Regions from separate parts of the Zea mays genome. Here region 2 is linked to region 1. A link is a contact called in public Hi-C data. All regions are on one chromosome and are shown on one strand. The core of a region is the stretch at or near the end of the contact, and the rest is flanking DNA. Distances in the headings are between cores, read along the strand shown. Region 1 has its middle 19 kb from the start of LOC100285499. Region 2 holds the start of LOC100276408.

Region 1 (4,609 bases), core at 1,236-3,735:
AAACAGACCCTTGATCTATCTTCTATGCGGCTAGCGAAGGAAAAGGTTATCGTCGCTCTATCCTGTCATCTCTGTATTGAGCTACAGCGTTCTAATGATGTTGCCATCCAACCTCGAATATATAATCCATATGTTCTAATCGTATAGTGGCTAAGGTTTGTGTACAAGGTCCTACAATCTCTAATAGTGGTATCGAAACAAGGTTGTTGTCTAGATCTTAACCTTAGATGTGTAAAAAAACCATCGGTTTAATAGATGAATCCAAACAATCTCTCCGTCTTAGATTCATCCACTAGAAAGCAAGCGGAAGAAAAGAAATAAAGAATCCTTGCGGAAGAAAATGAATCCAAACAATTTTCCAAGGGATTTCCATTTTTTAAGGGAAATTAGTTCATTTTCCCTTAGGAAAATAGAAATCCCTTGGAAAAATGGTATTCCCAAACTAGCCCTAACTATCCCGAGCACACCTAGAGGAGTAAGAGGGGAGGTAATAACTTACCCAATTGTTGTTGACCAGGACAAGAGACAACACAACTGCATGACGCTGCATGAGGGGAGAACATAAGTGAGGGCCACCACAGGTAGTGCAAGGACTTCATCGTGAGAAGACGAGGAGAAAGCGCTCAAGACATAGAGAGAGGGGGGAGCTACATTAGGGGAGAACAAATAAATTAAGTTTCCCCTTGATAAAAAATACAAGTTTTATACCCTAGCTTGAACGAATGCTAGCGGATGCTAACCATCTGGTTTGATTTGAGGGCACATAATGATCAGACTACTTTTGAACTAGGTGACAAGGAGATTTCGTGGCCTAGGTTGTAGCCTAGTGCACACGCGAGGGAGAGAGAAGCCGGGTAGGTTGGCCAAGTCAGGCCAATACTAGGCCATTTTGCCAATACGAACAATGTTGCACCGCTCTCTACCTCGTCATCTATGTGTGGAGCTACACCGCTCTAATGGCGTTGTCGTCCAAACTTAAAGTATAACACACATGTTATATCACATCCGATTGTTAGATTTTGTGTACAAGGTCCTACAACTTCTAACAAGGTGAAGATTGAAGAACGGAACGTCCACCACCATTAGCAATGGGAACAACCTCTTTGGCCCTGCTTACTTCAACTATCGCAACTGTTGTTTCTACTATGAAATGGGAGGGGGATATGTAGCCATAGTTGTTGTAGCATCTGAAAAAACATCTTCTGAATAGGTCGTATGCTCAGGCGTCAGCGAGGAGGAAGAGTTGTGTCTCTCACTTGGATTTTTGGCCGCTACAAGATGGGGCGTGTGCTGCCATCTCCTAGCTAAGTTGGATCTGGGCGAGGGTGAGGAGGCCATGGCCCATCAGACAAGGGAGGAAAGGAGGTTAAATAATCTTAGGATTTCTCCCGTGGCGCCTTCGAGTGGCTTCCGCTTCACATTGAGGGTTTTGGGAAGAATAGCACGAAGAGAAAGTTGTCATCATGATCTATTTAAGCCTAGGGATAGTAGTGGTGAATTTTTTTTATCGGGAAATAGCTCTCCATCCCGTCCTCGCGAGAAGAAAAATCTAATGTCACCATGCCCACAAGAAGAAAAATTCCATGTATGCGTCCCATCACCACGAAAGCTCACGGGGGACTTCTGTTTCTCCCATCCCGTCCCTAGCAGGGATTTTATACTTGCAGGGAATCCGTCCCTATTAGGAAATTCAGATTTTGGAGACAAATGTAAATTGGTTATATCAACATTAATATATATTAAACAAATAACATTTAAAATTATAAGAGACATGCACTTTAGGTTGTTTGCTATTCATGCTAGGCTATGTATTGAATTTTAGTAGAATTTTAATATATCATGAGGCTAATTTAGAGCAAGGAAATTTCGCAGGATGGGTATGTAGGGAACGAGGAGCTCAATGAGGACTTTTTCCCCCATTTCGATCTTCGTGATGATTAATAGGAGAATTCCTCATGGAAACATTAGGGCTCAGGTTCCATTAGCATTCCTATTGAAGCCCGTAGTTTTTAGCTGATCAATAATTTGTCTTTGGTATCAAAGATGAGCATCGGTAATGCTGACATAGGCGCCCTGGTGGGCACGTTTTAGGTGGAGGTGATTTGGATTTCGGTTTCCCTGGTTTTGCTAAATATGCTGACCAACTCCGGCACGGAACTGATGACGCGTGCCGGCGCGCATTTACCACGAACTACGACTTACACAAGGTCAAAGCCTAGCACAGTGACTGCGATTGACCCTCGTAGCCTTTTTTTTTGACGGTACGAGAACGAGAGGAGCACTTCTGCAAAAGCTATCTCAAGATTGGAGACGGGTGGCCGGGAACGTTCGTCTGCCCGAGGTGTGCATGACGCCATGCACCCGAGGTGTGACGCTTGGCTTGGTGGTGGTAGGGGAAAAAAATTGTTTACATCCTCGCAGTCGCACGCAGGGGCAGACAGGCTCGGCTGGGGTAAAATGGGCCATGGCCGTCCCTTTGTCGCGTGTGCTGTTGCTGTGCCAGCAGCAGGCGCGCGCGGCCACACTAGTATTCATCAGGGCCCGCGCGCGCTACAGGGAAGGGAAGCAAGCAGATAAAAGGGGCACGGGAAGGTGAGATCAAATCAGATTATTATTATTATTTAACCCTGGCCGTCTCTCAGGTCTGGTCTGGAGACTGTCCGGAAGAGGAGAGAATTTTGCTGCCGTCGCATCCACAACAGAATGGAGAAAATAATATAAAAAAACCACGCCGCCGTCGCTGTCCGCGAGCTAACGCAACGCAAGGTTGACAAAAAGGCCACAGAAATCTCGCAGAGATTTTTCTTCTTCAATAAGAGCTCTACGGTACCTTTTTTTAAGACCTCTGCAGTCAGTCCCAGTCCCAGCGCAGTTGGAGGTCGAGGAAGCAGGCCACGTCCCTGTCTATCCATTACTACTGCGTTCGCGTGTAGTAGTAGCCGTGGATGAAATGAAACGAAACGAAACGATACGAACTCAGGGCAAGACAAGAACCACCAGCACCAGTTGGTGATCCACACGGTCATGCGGGCGAGAGAGGCGACGACGCAGGCAGGGCCCGTCGCTAGCTTTCCGGCGGCCCCGACAGCGACCGGGCCGAGCCGTACGTCGCGGTCGGGCGCACTGTTTGGGCAAGACGCCGAGCCGAGCGGCGGAGGCATGGAAGCTGCGATGCGCGATCGGATCCGCTGCCTAGCCAGACGACGGCGACGCCACGACACAGCGTGGTAGCGAGCCGTCGGTCTTTGAAGCGACGACTGCCAGACCAGACTGCCTTGTTGTTATTGTTATTACTGGACTGGACCGTCCGTGGAGCGTACGTTAGCTAGACAGCGACGTGATAGAGACCGTCAGAGGACAGACGGCGTGGGGGTGTGTGTGTGTGTGTGTGTGGTGTAGCGTGCGTGGAATGGAACAGAGGAGGTGTAGTAGGAAAACTTGGCAGTCACGTCGTGATCCTTCTCCAGTTTAGGGTTACGCGAGTACTGACTGGTACCGCTAGCTTCACCGCAAGCAAGTATCACCATCGTCGCCCGGCCGGTTACAGTAGTTCGTTCGGCTGTGGTGTGGACGTAGTCCTGCACTGCACGCTCCGTCCGTCCGCCCGCCGGTGCTCCCCTCTGAGGTCCGGACTCCACCATCAGTCTTCTAACTATAGAACATAGTAGAACCATGGGCCGGGCCGGGCACAATAAAGGCCAACAGGAGCCGTCTGTCTCCTGCGCAGTGGGAAGCAATCCAACTGCCCATTGAGGGCTTGTTCGGTTATTTTCAATACATATGGATTGAAGGGGATTGATACGGATTGAGAGGGATTTTGACTTACTAGGGATTAAAACCCCCTCAATCCCCCTCAATCCATATGGATTAGGGTAGAACCGAACAAGCCCTGATGGGTTGCTGCCCCACTCCGCCGCGGCGGCAGGCAGCAGAAGCAGGGGGCGTTTCCATTTCCCTCTCCTCCTCCCAGGCACTCACCCATTCCCATCGGCGGCCATCGCTGCAGGCTGCAGCGCGTGCATGTGCTTCCATGGGTAGTAGTCCTATCATTCGCGGTCGCGGCGGCAGCTCCTCCTTTCCTTCATCAGCTAAGCTAGGAGTAGGAGTAGAGACTACATAGCTGCTAACGCTGGCGGATGCCCATGCATGACTTTTCTGATTATTGAACCACTCCTCGCAGATTGTTACTGTTACTACTGCTACAGTTGGTAGCAATAATACCGAGGTCATAGTCCTACACGACAAGTTACACAAGCTCGGTAAATTTCACGCTGGTTAATTACCGCTCTACTGTACTCCTACTACTTACTAGTAGTGCTCAACAAGGGATTCATACGCATGGCTATAGATAGATGGTCATGCTCATGCATGCAGTTCATATAGCCTGATGACCCAATATGAAACACTAGTGTTTTCTTTTTCATAACTTGATGGCCTGCTGCTTTAAATTGGCTAGGTACGGTGTAGTATACTACTGCTACTGTTTCTATATGTTGTCTGCAACAAACAACCGTGCAGTATACGCAGTAGTACGGGTACATATATAAACATCTCTCCATGCATTATATTTCGTGTAAGCTTTTAGCATTTATTTGTTCGCTATCTAGTA
Region 2 (4,609 bases), core at 744-3,243, 110 kb after region 1:
TAAGGGGCTGAGAACCACTGTCGTCATGGAGCATGCGGGGTGTCATCATTACCTGTTTTATCGGGGCGAGCGAGATGGGACGCCGGTCTTGTTCCCCGTAGCCTGAGCTAGCTAGGGGTAGGGTAATGATGGACCCCCCCTGTAGCGTGGTCGGTCCGAGCCCAAAGTCGGGCGAGGCGGTGATTCCTCCGAGGTCGAGGCTGAGTCCGAGCCCTGGGGTCGGGCGAGGCGGAGACCGTCGTCCGAGGTCGAGGTTGAGTCCGAGCCCTGGGGTCGGGCGAGGCGGAGACCATCGTCCGAGGTCGAGGTTGAGTCCGAGCCCTGGGGTCGGGCGAGGCGGAGACCGTCTTCCGGAGTCGAGGTCGAGTCCGAGCCCTGGGGTCGGGCGAGGCGGAGACCGTCTTCCGAGGTCGAGGCGGGGGCCGAGCCCTAGGGTCGGGCGAGGCGGAGCTTCCTATGGCGCCCGAGGCTAGACTTAGCTGCTGTCGGCCTCACTCTGGCGAGTGGCACAGCAGTCGGAGCAGGGCAGACGACGTTGTTTTCCTGTCAGGTCAGTCAGTGGAGCGGCGAAGTGACTGCGGTCACTTCGGCCTTGTCGACTGAGGAGCGTGCGTCAGGATAAGGTGTCAGGCGATCCTTGCATTGAATGCTTCTGCGATACGGTCGGTTGGCGTGGTGATCTGGCCAAGGTTGCTTCTCCGCGAAGCCTGCCCGAGCTGGGCCAAGGGCGAGTCGAAGGTGTGCCCGTTGCTTGAGGGGACCCTCGGGCGAGGCGTGAATCCTCCTGGGTCGGCTGTCTTTGCCCGAGGCTGGGCTCGGGCGAGGCGAGATCGTGTCTCTTGAGTGGACGAGGCCTTGACCTGAATTACGCCCATCAGGCCTTTGCAACTTTGTGTTGATAGGGGTTACCAGCTGAGATTAGGAGTCTTGGGGGTCCCCGACAGCTAGTTGCCCGTACTTTGCTACGATTGTTATATATATCATATAAATAGGTATTGAGATATTTATTCAAATATAATTGTAAACACTAAGCTATATGTGGTCTGGTGGTTAGTCCCAAATTTCTGGAGTAGAGGGCGTGGGTTCGAGTGCTCGCTTTGCAGTATTTTTTACGCGGATGGGGGTCGAGTGTTGGGCAGCGCAGTAGCTGGCTGCACAGTGAAGATCTTGTAGCACCAGGTGGCCACGTTATGTTCTTAATATAAATAGAATAGTATAGATGTATCAAGAGTAATAACCGGAAAGAAACTATAAACAAGATCAATAAAAGTTATAAACAACTCTAAACTATATATATCATTAGATAGTTCTTGATTTTAGAAAACTAATAAAATTAGATTCATATTTTTAAGCTAAAATGAATTTACTATACATTTACAAAGATTAGTTCAGATTTAATATTTTCTGAAAAATGACCAAATTAGTTACCAACGGTAAAATATCGAATAAATATGGTAATTTTCGGACCCAAATCGTTTCCGTTTCCGTATTTTTCTACCGATTTCGTTTCTATATTTTCGGTAAACGTTTTCGTTTAGCACTAAATTTTGGTAAAATTTCGAAAACGATTCTTGGTAACCGAAAATTACGGTTTCTGTTTTTGATCCCTAGTTAAAACCACCCGAACAACATTCTTGTTCTGTTTTCCACCACTTCGACTTCGAGATCAGCTGGAGCCTGGAGCAGCAGCTAGAATTGAACGGTTTTCTTTCAAATTCAACCCGAATTCGCGGAATTGTTAAAACTTTGACTAGTAGGCAACCAACTAGCCGCACAGTTATCCACGTCACCGCGAAATCAGCCAACCAATAAAGAATACGTCCGGCATTATCCTCTTGGTGGCCCCAGCAGTATTTCAACAGCAACAGCGCCCATGTTCCCTTCAATGCTTCCAATCCTTGGTCTCCAGCTCCGCCTCGCGTCTTCCTTTCCGCTGCAGGAAAGTGCAAACCCCCACTCAACTAAAAAAAGCCGCAAGGCAAAGAGAAAAAGCAACGCGAAGCAAACCACCATTTCGGCCTCCCCACCCCCATCCCATCTCATCCCCTCCGAGGCTCCAGGGACGGCGTGATGAGGCCAGCGGCGCCGGCTGCGGCGGCGGACGCGCACCAGTCGCGGCTGCTCTACGAGCTCTGCGCGCTCCTGCTGACCGTCCTCGGAGCGTCGCCGGACGACGGGGCGGGGGCGCGGCCGCTGCTGCCGCGGCAGGTGACACCTGCCGGGGTGGCGTCCATGCTGCTGGGCGCGTCCATGGCGCTGATGCTCTGCGGCTCGGTCACCTTCATGCTCGGATTCTTCCTCATGCCCTGGGTCGTCGGGCTCGGCTTCCTCTTCCTCTTCGTCGGCTTCGTCACCAACCTCTCCGGGATCTGGAGGGCCATCCTCCTCTGGCCCTCCGCCGCGTGCTCGCCCAAGGAAGCATCCTCCCCATGTACGTGATCACGCCGATTTACATGTTTGGGGACGAAACGACCCCACTTGCCCCCTTCCCTTACTGTATGATTTGAGGGGGTGCTCAATATCCGAACCCAGTGAAGAATTCGACGTGATTCCTGTTGAACACAAGAGTCGGTCGTTTTCATTTACTCGGATCGGGGCTAGTTGCGCCAAATTTGGCATCCTTCGCTTAGATTTTGATGAAGCACCGGACTAAGTTTTTGGGGGCGCTTGAAATTTCTGTGGATGTTGAAGCTGGAATAGGTTCTTGCTGCAAGTGAGGAATAAGACAGTTCTGGATATTTTAGTTAAAGAGGGCATCAGACGTGGCTATTTGATTTCCAGACGATGTGAAAAGCCTCCAGGAATTAGTTGGAGAAGTGTTATACCTCACTTTTACATTTTCTATTGCTTGGCTAACAAAACTAGCTTAGGATTTAAGTGCCCGGCACCGCCCAACCCATGGAAACAGAGGGGAAAAGTGGTCCAGCAAGTGATGGCCGCTGCCTGTTGCTGCAAGCCATTGCGAGTTCATTCTGAGTGTGGTTTAGACGTCTAGTTCTGTAAGTTAGATCCGGAAAGATTGTGATAACTGTAGTTGATTGTGATAACTGTAGTTCTGTAAGTTAGCTTAGGTAAAGAAATATGCATGTGAAGTCAAAAAGGTGAAATGGGAATTCTATTATCTGGTTGCTTAGTGCAAGTCAAAATTCTAGATCAAGGGGGAAAAGAAAACCTTCGTATATTTATTCATTCATGCTGATGGGATCACGGGAGACAGGGATGGCTCCTTATGAAAAAAAAATGCTTTCAGTGAAGGCAATATTAGGTAGGATTCATGATTTTGCAGAACAAGAGCTCTCCTGGACTCTTAGCTAAAGAGCAGAAAAGCAGCAGACAAGTGGGGCTCGTCCTGTACCATTTCCTTTTCAACATTTCACTATCAAGCTGCCATATATTCCAATGTGGACAGAATATTAGAGATACAAGACTGACATAAGCGTACAATTTAACCTCAGTATCATCACCGGCCTCGACTATCTCTAGACTAGAAAAATTATTATATTTAAGCAAGTGATAAGTCTATAGTCTATTTTTCTTCTTCTTTTATGTACAAAGCAGATAGACTAACCGTGCCAGTCCTACGTGAACTGGTACTACCATCTAGAATCACTCCACGTCGGTGGACTTACATTATCTTTATTCCCTTAGTGCCAGTCCTACGTCGTTGTCATTGTACAGAGAATTTATACATGTTTCACTTGTTTGGGTGTCCAGCACAACACTGTAAATATGACCTTTGGTGTTGTCTACTTCTTGCAGGGCATATACTTCCCAAGCCTTCATTCATGTCGATGTGAATGAAGGCAATCACAAAGCCGGGCTCCCACGGAGGTGTATAGAAACAGGGGAATTCGAGCAGACTGTTTTGTCTTTGGCAGCCTATATTTTCCTTCCTGGACAACCTTTTCTTTTTTACCATGTAACGCCGCAGCAAGTTTGGAAATGGTTTTATACTGTGGGGCTAGGAGGATACTTGTCTGTACATACGGAAAAGATGATCTGGTCTAAACATCACGTGGAGCTTGTAATTGTTTCAGAAACGTTGTTCCTTGGCAAAGAAAACGAGAGGTCCCGTATCGCTGTTCCACCAGTGAGCTTGTGTCGTCTCTCCAGTATTGCTGTTCCACTGGGTGTCTCACCTGAATCTACCGTTATGCTCCGACTTTGCTTATGTTTGGACTTTGAGAGGAGTGGATGCAACCTCCGAGAAATTATTTTTGATATTTAAAGTTTTGTAATACGAGAAATTAGACCATAAGTGAATATTTATAAGAAAAAAAACAGAATAGGTAGGTCCTATGGGAGAGAGGAGAGGGTAGGTTCGGGCCGCTCTAGCGTTGGACTTTTATCCTAGTTAACCCTCTCAATCAGATTTAACTCCGGCGATACGTCCACAGACTTACCGCCGCCGCCTCCGAGCTCCTGGAGAGGCAATGGAGAATTTTTGTATGGTATGGTCTGCAGCTTCGTCTGTTCCGGTTTGGATGGGGCGGTACGAGTCACTCATACCCGTAGGCGTAGAGAAGGCGTGCTTTCCTCACCGGTCTTGACAGAAATCTTACGCGTGAGCTTTCACCATCTGGCTTTATGCTTGTGATGTTACGCAACG

Evidence for each region. Hi-C and Micro-C count contacts between places; a contact is called where the count stands out from the background.
Region 2: a contact with region 1 is called in a Hi-C map of leaf mesophyll, with 1.7 times the contacts expected there. The contact joins the promoter of LOC100276408 here to the enhancer-like site in region 1. A contact is called at or near these places in 3 of 25 Hi-C or Micro-C datasets (ear, leaf mesophyll and root tip).

Annotation. Positions count from the first base shown.
Region 1 is chr7:142,867,551-142,872,159 of Zm-B73-REFERENCE-NAM-5.0, forward strand. No RefSeq gene overlaps it. Among protein-coding and RNA genes, the nearest start is that of LOC100285499, 19 kb to the left of the region's middle. Within about 2 kb of position 2,486, at least 18 of the 20 cell types and tissues checked have an H3K27ac peak or open chromatin away from gene starts, as enhancers often do. A contact at or near this core is called in ear and leaf mesophyll, where this site is marked.
Region 2 is chr7:142,977,771-142,982,379 of Zm-B73-REFERENCE-NAM-5.0, forward strand. LOC100276408 reads left to right here and starts at 1,994. Exons shown (of 2, transcript NM_001150211.2): 1 at 1,994-2,431; 2 at 3,760-4,090. The coding sequence starts at 2,071. The coding sequence ends at 3,797.